2 separate regions of the Mus musculus genome follow, and region 1 is linked to region 2. A link is a contact called in public HiChIP or PLAC-seq data. All regions are on one chromosome and are shown on one strand. The core of a region is the stretch at or near the end of the contact, and the rest is flanking DNA. Distances in the headings are between cores, read along the strand shown.

What was found. HiChIP or PLAC-seq counts read pairs in DNA pulled down with a chosen protein or histone mark.
Region 1: a contact with region 2 is called in an HNF4G HiChIP or PLAC-seq map of pancreatic cancer cells. The contact joins the promoter of Ccdc71l here to the enhancer-like site in region 2. A contact is called at or near these places in 3 of 115 datasets of contacts at active chromatin or transcription factors (large pre-B cells, memory CD8 T cells and pancreatic cancer cells) and 2 of 9 other capture datasets (adipose tissue and liver).

Annotation. Positions count from the first base shown.
Region 1 is chr12:32,374,775-32,381,242 of GRCm38.p6, forward strand. It overlaps Ccdc71l (coiled-coil domain containing 71 like), which reads left to right and starts at 4,015. Exons shown (of 1, transcript NM_001162903.1): 1 at 4,015-6,468. The coding sequence starts at 4,210. The coding sequence ends at 4,866.
Region 2 is chr12:32,015,928-32,022,427 of GRCm38.p6, forward strand. All of the region lies in intron 2 of Prkar2b (protein kinase, cAMP dependent regulatory, type II beta), which reads right to left. Among named protein-coding and RNA genes, the nearest start is that of Prkar2b, 42 kb to the right of the region's middle. Within about 2 kb of position 1,939, at least 159 of the 459 cell types and tissues checked have an H3K27ac peak or open chromatin away from gene starts, as enhancers often do. A contact at or near this core is called in adipose tissue, memory CD8 T cells and pancreatic cancer cells, where this site is marked.

The sequences.
Region 1 (6,468 bases), core at 2,765-5,264, 360 kb after region 2:
TATTTATTTTTATGACAGCTGCTTTCGCATCTTCGTTGCATGATTCTAACGTCACTCGTATCTTGTTGACACTGATCTTCTTTTCCATTTAGTTAAGAGTGTCTAGTAAAGGATTCCCAACCGGTACGTACGTATTTTAAGGCATTGCATTATGTACTCTGAGTCTTATTTAAAACTCGTTCCGTTGGCTTTGTCTGACGTCCCAACATGGGGAAAAGCTGCCTCAGTATTGGCAGAAAACAGTTTAGTGTTCTTGTTCTGCTTCCAGTGATACTGAGGGGATGGAAGTGGATCTTCATTAAGGGTGGATGGTGGTGGGAATTCTGGCTTCCCACTAGGGTAATGGGGGTAGGGTCTTTGTTGTGGTCTGCACTTGTCTGCATCAACAGGGAGTGGAGATTCATTTTTTATGACCTAGTGAGAGAAACCACCCTGATGCATCTGGATTTCTGCAATGCCATCCCAGAAGAGGTGCATCGAGGTAGGATGAAGATAGGTGGGGTACCTTTTTACAGCCTGGCAAGAGGAGAAGTCATACTTTTTCAACCTATGAATTTTTGTTGTTTTTGTTTTTCCCACTTTCCCAGGCTGGCCCTTCTCTGGTCCCACAGCTAGAGTGAGATTTTGTTGAGGGTTCTTGTGTTTGAGATGTGGGCATTTCTGAATTGTTCGTCTCTGGCACCCAGTTTCAGATATATGTGGAACAGAAACCCAGAGAGCCACACCCTTTTATGGGGGGGCAGCCTGCTCTTTCCACATTTGTCTTTTTGTGTTCATTCAATGTGTGATGCCTAGAGTTTTTATTTGGAGTGTTCAGGAACAATCAGGAAAATACATGATTTCCATCTTCATAGAAGGGGGAGTTTTATCATCTTGGATTATATGGTCTGAATGTATTATACATTACACAGTTTTGGAACACATGGGTGCTTTCAGATCACTTTGTAGAGGAATCTACATTACTTTAAAACGAACATAGTGAAAGTTGTTTTCTTTTTCTTGATAGATCATGCTATAGTCAGCACCATTTAAATTAAAAATTAAATACACATTTAGAATGCTAGAAATAACTTTGTTAGAGACCCAGACTTCAGTCCAGTCACTTTCTGGATTGTTCTGTGGCCTTGGCCAGACCTCTTGGTGTCTCAATATACCCAGATGAATGCAGATTGTTCAATTTGTTAGGTAATCTCTTAAATTTCTTCATAGAACTCTCCTCTCGACTCCTGCCACCACCAGATTTCTAGATTTTCTATAATACAGTGCTTGAAATGTTGGATAATCCAAATAAAATCTTCAAAATTAAATAAGACAAATAAAGGTAGCTATAATTGATTAAATGTTTAACTGTGTTTCAGATACTATAGCATATTTAATATGAATATTACCTAATAAGAAATCTATTGAAGTGTTACATCTCATTTTATAGATGAGAAAATGTATGCTGAAAGGTAAAAAGCAGCATCTAAGAATTCTTAATTGTAAAGATATATTTGGTGCTAAGTCTATTTTATTGCAGAGCTAATGTATATATGTACACCGTATATATACATATATGCATATATACATATATACACATGTAATGTACACACATATATTTTGTAATATATTATACATACACATGTGTATACATTATATACATACATAGATATAATGAACACACACACACACACATACACATATATGAGTTTACATATGTATTTTTTATTATTTTGGCCACCATTCAAGATGCAATTTTAAAGAAGAGAGATATTAAACCGAAGATATTAAAGGTAGAAAGTATTTTTTGTCAAAGTCTCTAGTGACTTTATTTGGCTCAGATTAATTCGTAATGTAGATGCATGGTACATATTTATGTGGCAAGATCCAAAGAGTTTATAGTTAACATGGAAGGGTGAGCATGGCAACATGTGAACTTAGACTGTGTTCTAATTTATTCTTTTCTCTCATGATGAAGCCCTCCCTCCATAGTCTTCTAGCTTACGGTGAGATTGCCTGGGTCCATCTACACAGAAATTGATATTCTATTGTATTCTGACAGAAATTATTCAAATTTCACATTATGTGTTCTCAGAATTACCAAGAGAACTAGCTATGAATACAGTGGTTGCAACGTAATTCCTTCATGAGGAGACAGGAAGCTAGTGATTGTCTATGTAATCTTGTTCTGAGAGGAAGTATGCTTTTCTAGGAAAACGATTTTCTCTTTATAAGGCTGCCATCATTTTGGTACATGGAAAACTGATTCATGGTCACCGTTTTTATTTTTGCCATCAGCCTACTGTGTAGAGTGTGCACTTTAGTATAGGAAAGCAAGTTTCTCTCTTTTATTCTTTTTTTTTTTTTAGCTTTTATTAAAACTAAATAAAATGTTATATGGTTCAAACAAAATATTATCCGTGTCCAGTACAGGACAGATTAAAATTTCCTAGTTGTGGGTGAGAAGTACGATCAGGGGTATACAGCTATGTCTTTTGGTCATGCCACTGAACATGCATAAAGCATTTCTATTTAGTTAGCACAACACAGTGTGGAAGAACCAGCAGTGAAATATAAAGATCTCTAGATTAGGGACATAAAGCTCTATAGCAGCAACCCTGCTGTTAGCAAGCTGTCTTAATAAACTCCTGTGGGTCTAAACTGCCCTCATCTGTGCGACAAGAAGACTGAACCAGGTGTGTCTCAGCTCAAATATTTAAAGGAACTATTTTAACTGTATGCAGATCACAAAAATTTGGCATTGCATTCATTGTGTGCTGCAAAATAAGATACTTACTGAAGAAAATTCTAGCACCAGGACATAGATTTAAAAAAAAAAAACCTTATTTTACAGAAATCTTAGGGGCTGGAGGGTATAGATCACTAGTAGGGTGCAGTCTTCATATGTGTGAAGCTCTGGGTTCTATCCCCAGCAAGGGGAATAATGAAGTTTAAAGGACTTCAAAGAAAATTGCAATATAAATGCAAAATATATAATTACCTTGTTCTAAGCAATTTCAGTGCTGCACTCCATTTCAAACAGGCAGTGCTATTTCATACATCCATTTGGTATGCATTCAACGCCTATTATGTGAATAGGCAGCGAGTTGAGAGTGAATAGAGGAATTGACAAAAAGGATGTCTACTACTGTCTTCCCAAATACAAAAGGTGATTCATTCTTAAGGATGTATTCTTCTCAAAGAATCTTATTGATTACGTGGAATACTACATCAAGGATAGAGATGGTGCTGCGAATGGCAATTTAATACCAACTGAAATGTGGAATAGCACTCTGATTTAAAAAAAATGTTTTCTTTCAGCAGAACAGCTTTGCTGCCATTGCTGTTTGTCCAACTTGAGCAGACTTTTTAGTTCATACAGTATTAACTCTTTTCTTTCCCAGTGACCTGTACCTCCTAAATGTGCCAAGATGGTTCCATTGCCCAGAAGGAAGCTGTCATCAATGCCTGAACTTTTAGTTTTCTTAAAAGATGGGGTCAAGAGAGGCAAAGCATATGAAGATGCCAAAGCAGGATTTGAGACTTTAGAAGGGATTCATGAAATGCCCATCCCTTCTAGTTTATACCCAACTCTCTCAGCTGTTATACTATCAAGTCTTGGGGTTCTCTCTCATTATTCAGACTGGTAGACTTCCCCAGCTCAACCCACAGCTGAACACAATCACCCACGACACCCCCAAACATGGCACTCACACCCACCCACTTCCTTCTCTTGACAGGGCAACCCTCATGGATCCACCCAATGGTTGACTGGCCTTCCAGGGCCTCACCATCACCCACCACAGCCACCATGTTCCACGAACTGGCCTCTCCCCCATCAGTCCCCGCCCCTCACTCGGAGAGCACCCAATGGGAGGAGCTGAGGCCGTGGGAGGCGGGGACTAAGGCGGGCCCATTTAAAGAAAGGCTGAGGGCGAAAGGAGGCAAGAGAAGAGAAGAAAGAGAAGCCAGGGGAGGGGGCGGGCGCCGTCCAATGACAAAGCCCCGGGGTGGGCGCCCGCCGCTGCCGCCATCTTTAGCCCGGCCACAGGACAACCAGCGCGTCCTCCGCCCCGAGGGGGAGGGGCGGCGAGGCGAGAAAAGTAGCGAGCGGCGCCGGGCGGAAGGCGCCAGCACAGGCTAGCAGCGCCGGGCGGAAGGCGCCAGCACAGGCGAGCGCCGCCGAGCCGGGCGCGGACAGGGACGGCGGGCGGTCCCGAGCGGCCTCTGATGCGACGCGGCGTGAAGAGGCGGCGGCGCCGGCCCCGGGCTGCCTGGGGCGGCGGCTACGGAGCGGAAGGAGGGGCCGGGCTGGAGGCGCTGGAGGAGAAGGTGGTGTACTCGCGGTCGCAACTGTCGCTGGCCGGAAGCACGGAGGCGCTGGGCGACGCCTTCAAGCTCTTCATGCCCAGCAGCACGGAGTTCATGAGCTCGGAAGCGGAGCTCTGGAGCTTCCTCTGCAGCCTCAAGCACCAGTTCTCCCCGCACATCCTGCGCAGCAAGGACGTCTACGGCTACTCCTCGTGCCGGGCACTGGTGCCCGACCCCCCGGCGCCCGACAGCCGCCCCGCGCGCCGGCCGCGCCCGCGCGCAACGCCCAGGAGGAGGCGCCGTGGAGCTCGGGCTGCCGCGGACACCCGTAGGCCGCGCCCCGCCGCTGCGGCCGCGGAGCCCGGGCCTCCCGCATCCAGCTTCGGGGGCCGCACCCTGGAGGAGATCTGGAGGGCGGCCACCCCGACGCTGACCAGCTTCCCGACCATCCGCGTCGGCGACGACGTGTGGGGCGAGCGCAGCCTGGCGGTGGCGCGGCGCAGGGCGAGCCAAGTGCTGCGAGTGGACCTGGACCCGGTGGTGAGGCTGCGCCGCTTCCCGGTGCACCGGCTGTGATGCGCGCTGCGGCGCCTCCTGCCGGCCGCCGCCCGGGGAAGCTTCCGCGCGCTGGAACGGACTTATGTCAATGTCAGTCGAATGTTTACAGAACCGGCCCCCTTTGGTGCACTTTATGCGCGAACTAGGCCCCTGGATGCGGTGCGGCGCCGCGGTCCAGGATCGGGACAGGTGCGGCCCCCACGCCCGCGGCCAGACGGGACGGCCGGACCCGCGACAGAAGTCCCTTTGCTTCCCAACCCGGATGGAGACGTCTCCAGAACCTGGAGGGACACGTGCGTTTTCTCCCTCTCGGACTCTACCTCACCGGTCTGGAAGACCTCCGAAGACTTACAAATTTTTTTCTCCAAAGGAATTTTGTTTTCGTGCTTGTGTAATACAGCCAGAATTTTACTTGCTCCTGATTCCCCTTCTGTTTTCTTTTTGACTGTCAGCCCCACTTTCTGGACAGAAGATCGACTATGTTTCCTGGTGAAGTGCTGGTGTACGCTCAGGGTATTCTGAAGGCCACTCGTTTTCTAATTTTTACTGGATTCCAAAGCTTTGATCAAGGTCGTCTTTTAAGAGTTTCAAGCTTATGACTGTTAATGTAAGGATTTGTATGGCTTTGAATTTCATGAGCTCAGTGATTAACAAGAGATGCAAAGTACAACTTTAAAATAAAAGGTTAAGGTGTTTATATATAAAGTTTTATATTGAAAGTTTATATTTACTGAGCTCCTAAGTAAAATGGTAGAATATTCTTTAAAAGTTTTGTTTAAGAAAAAGTTGACTTACTCTATTCATTTAAATTGAATAAAATTGAAGTGTTTTGAACCACATGGCTTGTGATAAAAATTGAATAAATTTTGAAGAAGATGTTGGCTACAAGAATGACTGGAATCCAGTTGGAGGTGTTTGACCTCGCTTCCTGGTGTAACATAATATTCAGGATTGTTAATGGGAAGAGAATTAAGATGGAAGTTGCTTAGGAGAGATCAATACGTGTGGACATTGTGAATAAACAGATAAACAGAATACCCTTTAGAATTCCCAGAATTGTGAATGATCTATAGGGAGGGGCAGGGGCATTTCTTGGTACCATATAACTGGTCAACGTTATTTGGCAGAAAAGTAGATCTTAATTCTTTGTTGTTGAATAACAAGAAATGCCTAAGCTAATACTCATTGTATTTCTGAAAACCATGACAATTGGTTGACAGTTTGTCCTATGAGTTTTCTTTTTCTCTTCTTCCCATTCATCATTGTGTTTGCAATCTTTGATAGCTGAAGGCCACAGGAATCAAAACATGGAGCCACACAGTACTGACCCTTCTTGTACTTGTCCACTTTTATAATAGCGTGTATACCATATGGCCCAGAGTGGAGTTCTTGATTATCCAAGTGCCTTTGGTCATTGGTGGCGGCAAGACTTGGTGGGTTTTTAGCCAGTGGTGCCACAGCCAGCTTTTTCTGCAATACCTAAAGGGTCAAATAGTGTTTTTTCTACCACTGTTATTTCAGATTTAAGTGTTCTGCCATGGGACATTCCTACAGGGCTGGAACTTATTAAGCACTCAGCACTAAGGTTTATCTCTGCTTGGCAGTTTCTGAGAATAATGA
Region 2 (6,500 bases), core at 689-3,188:
CATTCCACACAATTACCTTTCTTTGCAGGAAGCAACAGTCCTCTTACAAAGTGGGAGGTGCTTTCAACTAAAAGAAAAAAAAACCACCCCCCATCTAATTTTAAAGTATAATTATTTTATTTTGTATATTGTGAAAAAACCAAGTGGTTGTTTGATTAAGAAAATAACATTACAAATACAGTCTAAGGGGGCTGGAGAGATGGCTCAGTAGTTAACAGTGTGTGCCGCTTTTCCAGAGGACCTAGGTTTCATCTTAGCACTCACAACAGGCAGCTTGTACCTGCCTACAACTCCAATTGTAAGAGCTATGACGGCCTGTTCTGACCTCTGAGTGTACCTGTACACACATAGTGTGCAGAGAGAGAGAGAGAGAGAGAGAGAGAGAGAGAGAGAGAGAGAGAGAATGAAAGAAAGTCTTTTTTAAAACAGCTAAACAAATGCAAAAAAGGGGGGGCTTTTAAGACAAGAGGCTGACCTTGCACCCCAACTGTATCTCTTTAAAGCCACTGACATAAAGTAAAGTATTATTTCTTCTCTGCAAACTCTTCCGTCAGCAGTTGGGTGAACTGATAGGCAAGATAATGGGCCTATTCTTTTAAAGAACAGTGACATCTGTGCCATACTGTTATTTCTTGTCATTCTTCACGAAGCAATATTCTACTATAAATAACAGTGTTTCTCAACAGAAAAGGACACACATCCAAATGGGCCACCTGCCGCCACATCGGCAAGTGGTGAAACAGGTGGAGCAAGCATCTAGATACCAGGAGCTCTGGATTGGCCAGTGTCTCTCATTTTAAGTGTTTAAGACAGTGGCAAAGACCGATTGACAGAGGGCTTCTTCGAGGCAGCCACTTTAACCTAAGAAGCAGCTAGCAGACATGAGTCTAATAATCCTAGCTGGGTCAACCAAAGTTAGCCACAGATACAGTCAAGAATTTCTAGGCCCACCCAGGCTATAATGAACCCTAAGACAAATGAGGCAACCCTAACCCCTGATGACTGAGCTAATCGGAACCTTTTTCTGGGGCTTCTTATGGTTTGCAGGTAGCCAGGCTCTACGTTCTGGAGAGACTGAAGCTTCTCCTGCTTGTAGAGCATAAGACAGACTAAGTGAGAGACATGCACGCGTGTGAGAGCATGCACTCGAATTTGCGTGCACGTGTGCACACACACACACACACTCACGCTCAACACACACTGAACCACACCACTTGCTATAGAGTTAATCAAGTTAAAAGACATTCATCCTAGCCTCTTCCCTGGCCCCTTTCTAAAGCCTAACAGGATCTATCTACCTTGTCTTTCCTGCTGGCTAGGTAAAGAGACTTCAATACAACTGATAAAATCTAAACTGCCCATAAAATTGGTGCTTGTTTTCCCAAAGACGGCTCAAACAAGGATGTTAAAAACAGAGAACCTTATTTACACAGGGCCAGGATGTTTGTGGCCAGTACTCCTTTCATCCCTAAGTCTAAACAACACACCTCATGAAACCATCTTATAATTCCATGTTTATCTTTCAGATAAGAGAAATAAGGAAAACAGCCATTTATTTTTACATACTATTTAAACTTTACTTTGTCATAAATGGCACCCCTTGAGCAATATAAACCAGAGAGACACAGAATTATGTGCACAGCGACTACCGAGACATCTAATCAGGGCTCTCTCAAGGAGCACTGACATCCATGCGTCCGGTGTGAACTGTCCTTTTCCACAGCTGATGAGGCCACCCATCAGTCCTGTCCCTCCCCACGGGAGCTTGTGTTTGAGTAACTTTGCCAACTTCCAAGTCACTCTGACTCATCCGTAATGATCTCTGTGACAACAGTCAGGGAGCCAGTTTTACTCCCTGCTAGGGAGCTCTTCAGGCTACTAAGGGAAGTGTGTCTCCCCACCCACTACTGACAGACTGTCAACTGCCAACTTTCACAACATCCTGTGCTCCAGACCATAGAGCAGTGCCTTCAAGTCACCATCCTAAGCCTAGCGGCCTCACTAACTCTATCTTGCCTTCCGGGTGCATCCTTTTCTGCAAGTCATGTCTTCCTGCAGTCCCCCTGCACTCACCCGATCTGCAAGTGTCCTGGGCAAGAATCAAAACGACTCCATACAACAGCAAGTTTCTATTTTGTTTTCTTTCACCCCCAAGACAAGAAGGTCTTACTGAATCGGCCAATAGGTCACACTGGCTCCAAACTTAGGACTCTCTCCTTCTTCCATCTCCTGAGTGCTACTGGTGCTGTCACCCCACCACATCCAGTGACAGGAATGTTCTAATTGCTGATAATGATCAATCAGACCACAGTGTGACCAAGACTGCTCAGCTATGTGTTTCCTGCCCTGCATTTTCTCCTTTCCTCCTGAGGAGTGAGCTTTTTCCACCATCCCTGAAGACAACTCTCAGATCTACCTTCCCAGTGGCAGCCACATGGAAGAGAAATCACTCCGATTCACCAAGATTTTCCCTGTTCTGGTTTGTTTTGAAGGAGACAAGCAGCCAGACCTCAGAACCGCAACTGGCCTCTGTACCCTCCTCCATCCTGGGATCTCAGCAATGTTTGCACACTACTAACCAATATGAATTAGAGTCTCATCTATAAAGTAAGGAGCCGCCCTTGGGAATATCCAGTGTTGACAGGACTTTGGTATACAGTGCAAAACTGTGTCAACAGTAAGTCTGACTCTCAGTCTTGTCCCTGCCACTGGTTGCTAGGTAACCAAGGCAAAGAACTGGCCAGTGACTCTGTTTATCTTTAATACTAGAAAAGTGCCTGGTATACAGAGTTTCTTTAAAGAATAATCAATAACACAACAACACAAATCCACGTAAATCAATAACACAAAGCCACTTAGGAAAGTTCTTGTCTCAAGTTAACACCCAGTAAGTGATTTAACTATTACGTACTTGAAGTATTTCCCTGTGGAATGCTGCGCTGGTTTTGTTTGTTTTCTTTTGTTTAGTTTTTGAGACAGGGTTTCTCTGGGTAGCCCTAGCTGTCCTGGAACTCGCTTTGTAGACCAGGCTGGCTTTGAACTCAGACACAGCCTGTCTGTTTCAGGAGTGATGGGACTAAAGGTGTGCACTACCATGTCCAGCTGGAATGCCAGGCTTTAGTTATATTATAAGTCTGTATACAGAGTGGGCTCAAAGCATGGAACCCATGTATTTATGTTTTCATTATAAATTATCCTTCCCTCATGCCACACTATAATAGTGTTTTCAAGATTTAAAAAAAAAAAAAGCAGAAGTAAGAGGATAGAATACATTTGAGTCCTTAGACCTTGTCAGGTCCAAAAGGGACACAATGCTATCCCTGGTGCCTACTAGCTACCAAAGCATCCTAAATACCGGTTAGAGAGCTCATGTTGCTATCCTAACTCTCCTAATTCGGCCTCCTACCCTAACCTTTTCCAGCCCAGGGGTTTCCCTTCCCCCAGCTTGTCCTTTCCACAGAACCCCCCATTTCAGACAGGCTGTCTTTGCACTCTCTTGCTCTTCTCTCTTTGTCCTCTCACTCCCTGCACCCCACCCCCCTCATGGTCTGGTCCAATCTTCTGGCCACATTTAGCCTCTTACTTTCTCTTCCGGCTCTGGACTCTTCCCGATGCCTCTGGCTGTGCTCTGCCTCACATCTACAACAAAAAACTCCCCCTCCACCATACCTTGGAATGGTCACGTTCTCACTTCATACAAACATGATTTATGGAAATGAAGGGGTGGGTATTTATTCCACTTTTCTGTTATATTCACAGTTTAAAATGAAATCAAACACAATAGAATTTGTGCTATCAAAACAATATACTACTTCAGAGATGCATTATGTCCCTAGAAGATGCAAATTAGAATACATAACACTTTCCTACTATTGGGAAAAGTTCTTTTGCAGTTTTAGAAAATGACACCGTGACTATTATTTTAAATGCCATATGACATTAGTAATCTTAATATACATAAGACTGTGAGACAGACACATAATGCCACTCTGCACATAGTTTCTTGTGGGATGTGATGTTCACTGTTTGCACTAACTAGCATATCTTATAGATGATCAATACTTCTTACTGTGATCACTAAGTTCTTCAAGAACAGTTTCCAGCTGTGCAATTGCTAGCTCCAGCTCCCACTTATTCATCTAAGGAAGAAAGAGGTGGTCATCCAATGATGCCCTCTAACATGTGCCCGAGACTCAAGAGCTTGGTTCTGGGATCAAAGGTTTATTCTGGTGTGTGCTAAAAGAACAATTATGTGTCACTTCCACTTTAAGAGCATAATTAACCATGCGTGAAGAATCAGAGCTCATTCCGTGAATATGAGGTTAGTCCAGAACTAGACAATATATTAACATAACTTATCTGGTTACTATATTGTAAAGAAGGAAAACCCACCAATTATATGGATATAATGTCAACATTGACATTTATTTTTTTTATTACATATTTTCCTCAATTACATTTCCAATGCTATCCCAAAAGTCCCCCATACCCTCCCCACCACTTCCCTACCCACTCATTCCCAATTTTTTTGGCCCTGGCGTTCCCCTGTACTGGGGCATATACAGTTTGCGTGTCCAATGGGCCTCTCTTACCAGTGATGGCCAACTAGGCCATCTTTTGATACATATGCAGCTAGAGTCAAGAGCTCCGGGGTACTAGTTAGTTCATTATGTTGTTCCACCTATAGGGTTGCAGATCCCTTTAGCTCCTTGGGTACTTTCTCTAGCTCCTCCATTGGGAGCCCTGTGATCCATCCAATAGCTGGCTGTGAGCATCCACTTCTGTGTTTGCTAGGCCCCAGCATAGTCTCACAATGGTGTCAGCGTTTGGAAGTTGGTTATGGGGTAGTTCCCTGGATATGGCAGTCTCTACGTGGTCCATCCTTTCGTCTCAGCTCCAAACTTTGTCTCTGTAACTCCTTCCATGGGTGTTTTGTTCCCAATTCTAAGGAGGGGCATAGTGTCCACACTTCAGTCTTCATTCTTCTTGAGTTTCATGTGTTTAGCAAATTGTATCTTATATCTTGGGTATCCTAGGTTTTGAGCTAATATCCACTTATCAGTGAGTACATATTGTGTGAGTTCCTTTGTGAATGTGTTACCTCACTCAGGATGATGCCCTCCAGGTCCATCCATTTAGCTAGGAATTCATAAATTCATTCTTTTTAATAGCTGAGTAGTACTCCATTGTGTAAATGTACCACATTTTTCTGTATCCATTCCTCTGTTGAGGGGCATCTGGGTTCTTTCCAGCTTCTGGCTATTATAAATAAGGCTGCTATGAACATAGTGGAGCATGTGACCTTCTTACCGGTTGGGACATCTTCTGGATATATGCCCAGGAGAGGTATTGCTGGATCCTCCGGTAGTAGTATGTCCAATTTTCTGAGGAACCGCCATACTGATTTCCAGAGTGGTTGTACAAGCCTGCAATCCCACCAACAATGGAGGAGTGTTCCTCTTTCTCCACATCCTCGCCACCATCTGCTGTCACCTGAATTTTTGATCTTAGCCATTCTGACATTCATTTTTAAAGACCTTTATAGTATTAATAACGCTTAGCAAGTATACACCGTATTCTCACCACAGTTCACAAAACGTGTTAAGTACTTTACAGTAGTTATCTCATTATACAACAGCATTCCACGTGCTTGGTACATCCACTATTACATCTGACTGGTGTTAGACTGACATCTAGAGAGCAAGCAATCATCTCAGGGTCGAGCACTCAATGAGCAGGCATGTCCTGGTCTGAATTCACAGTCTAGGAGCCTCAGGACTGAGCAGGCCACGAGCAGATAAATACAAGTGGCGAACGAGATGCGCAGAGGCTAAGTTATCCTGGAGAGTAAGGAAATACGATCTGAGTAACTGACCTGCAAATTTAGAAACATTTAAATGTTCTGTTTTACACTCTGCTAAACTCAAGAAAGGAAGATGAATTCGTATTTGATTTTAGAGGGCATCTGGCAACGGATGGACAAATTTCACATTCTTACAGCCTCAACAAAGCAATTCTACTTCTAAAATACATAATGTATGAATATATTTTTATGGTATGATTATGCAACAATGTATTGTGTCTGCACTCTAAACTTCACCATTGGACAAGTTTCAGAACACTAAGCTCAGGGAGTACTGTTTATTTGTGTACATACTCACTGCAACTACGAAAACATCAATATTGATTCACGGGATTCCAATTGGGGAAAGCATTAATACTTCAGCTCTATAGTAGGAAACATGACCTCATGGTTGAAACTAAATTTAAAAACATTTTAAATTTAAATTTTCTAAATTTAAAATTAAATTTAAAATTTCTAAATTTAAAATTAAATGAAAAAAAATTCTGACTCACTGTCACTGACAATATAGAACCTGGGAACCATTTCAAATTAAAAATCTGAACTGGAGAAGCTAAGCCCTACCTCTCACAGAGGCTCACCCTGTATACCCCGTCCCCTTGTCTCACCTCTTTCTTGTGTTTTAAACTTTATTGAT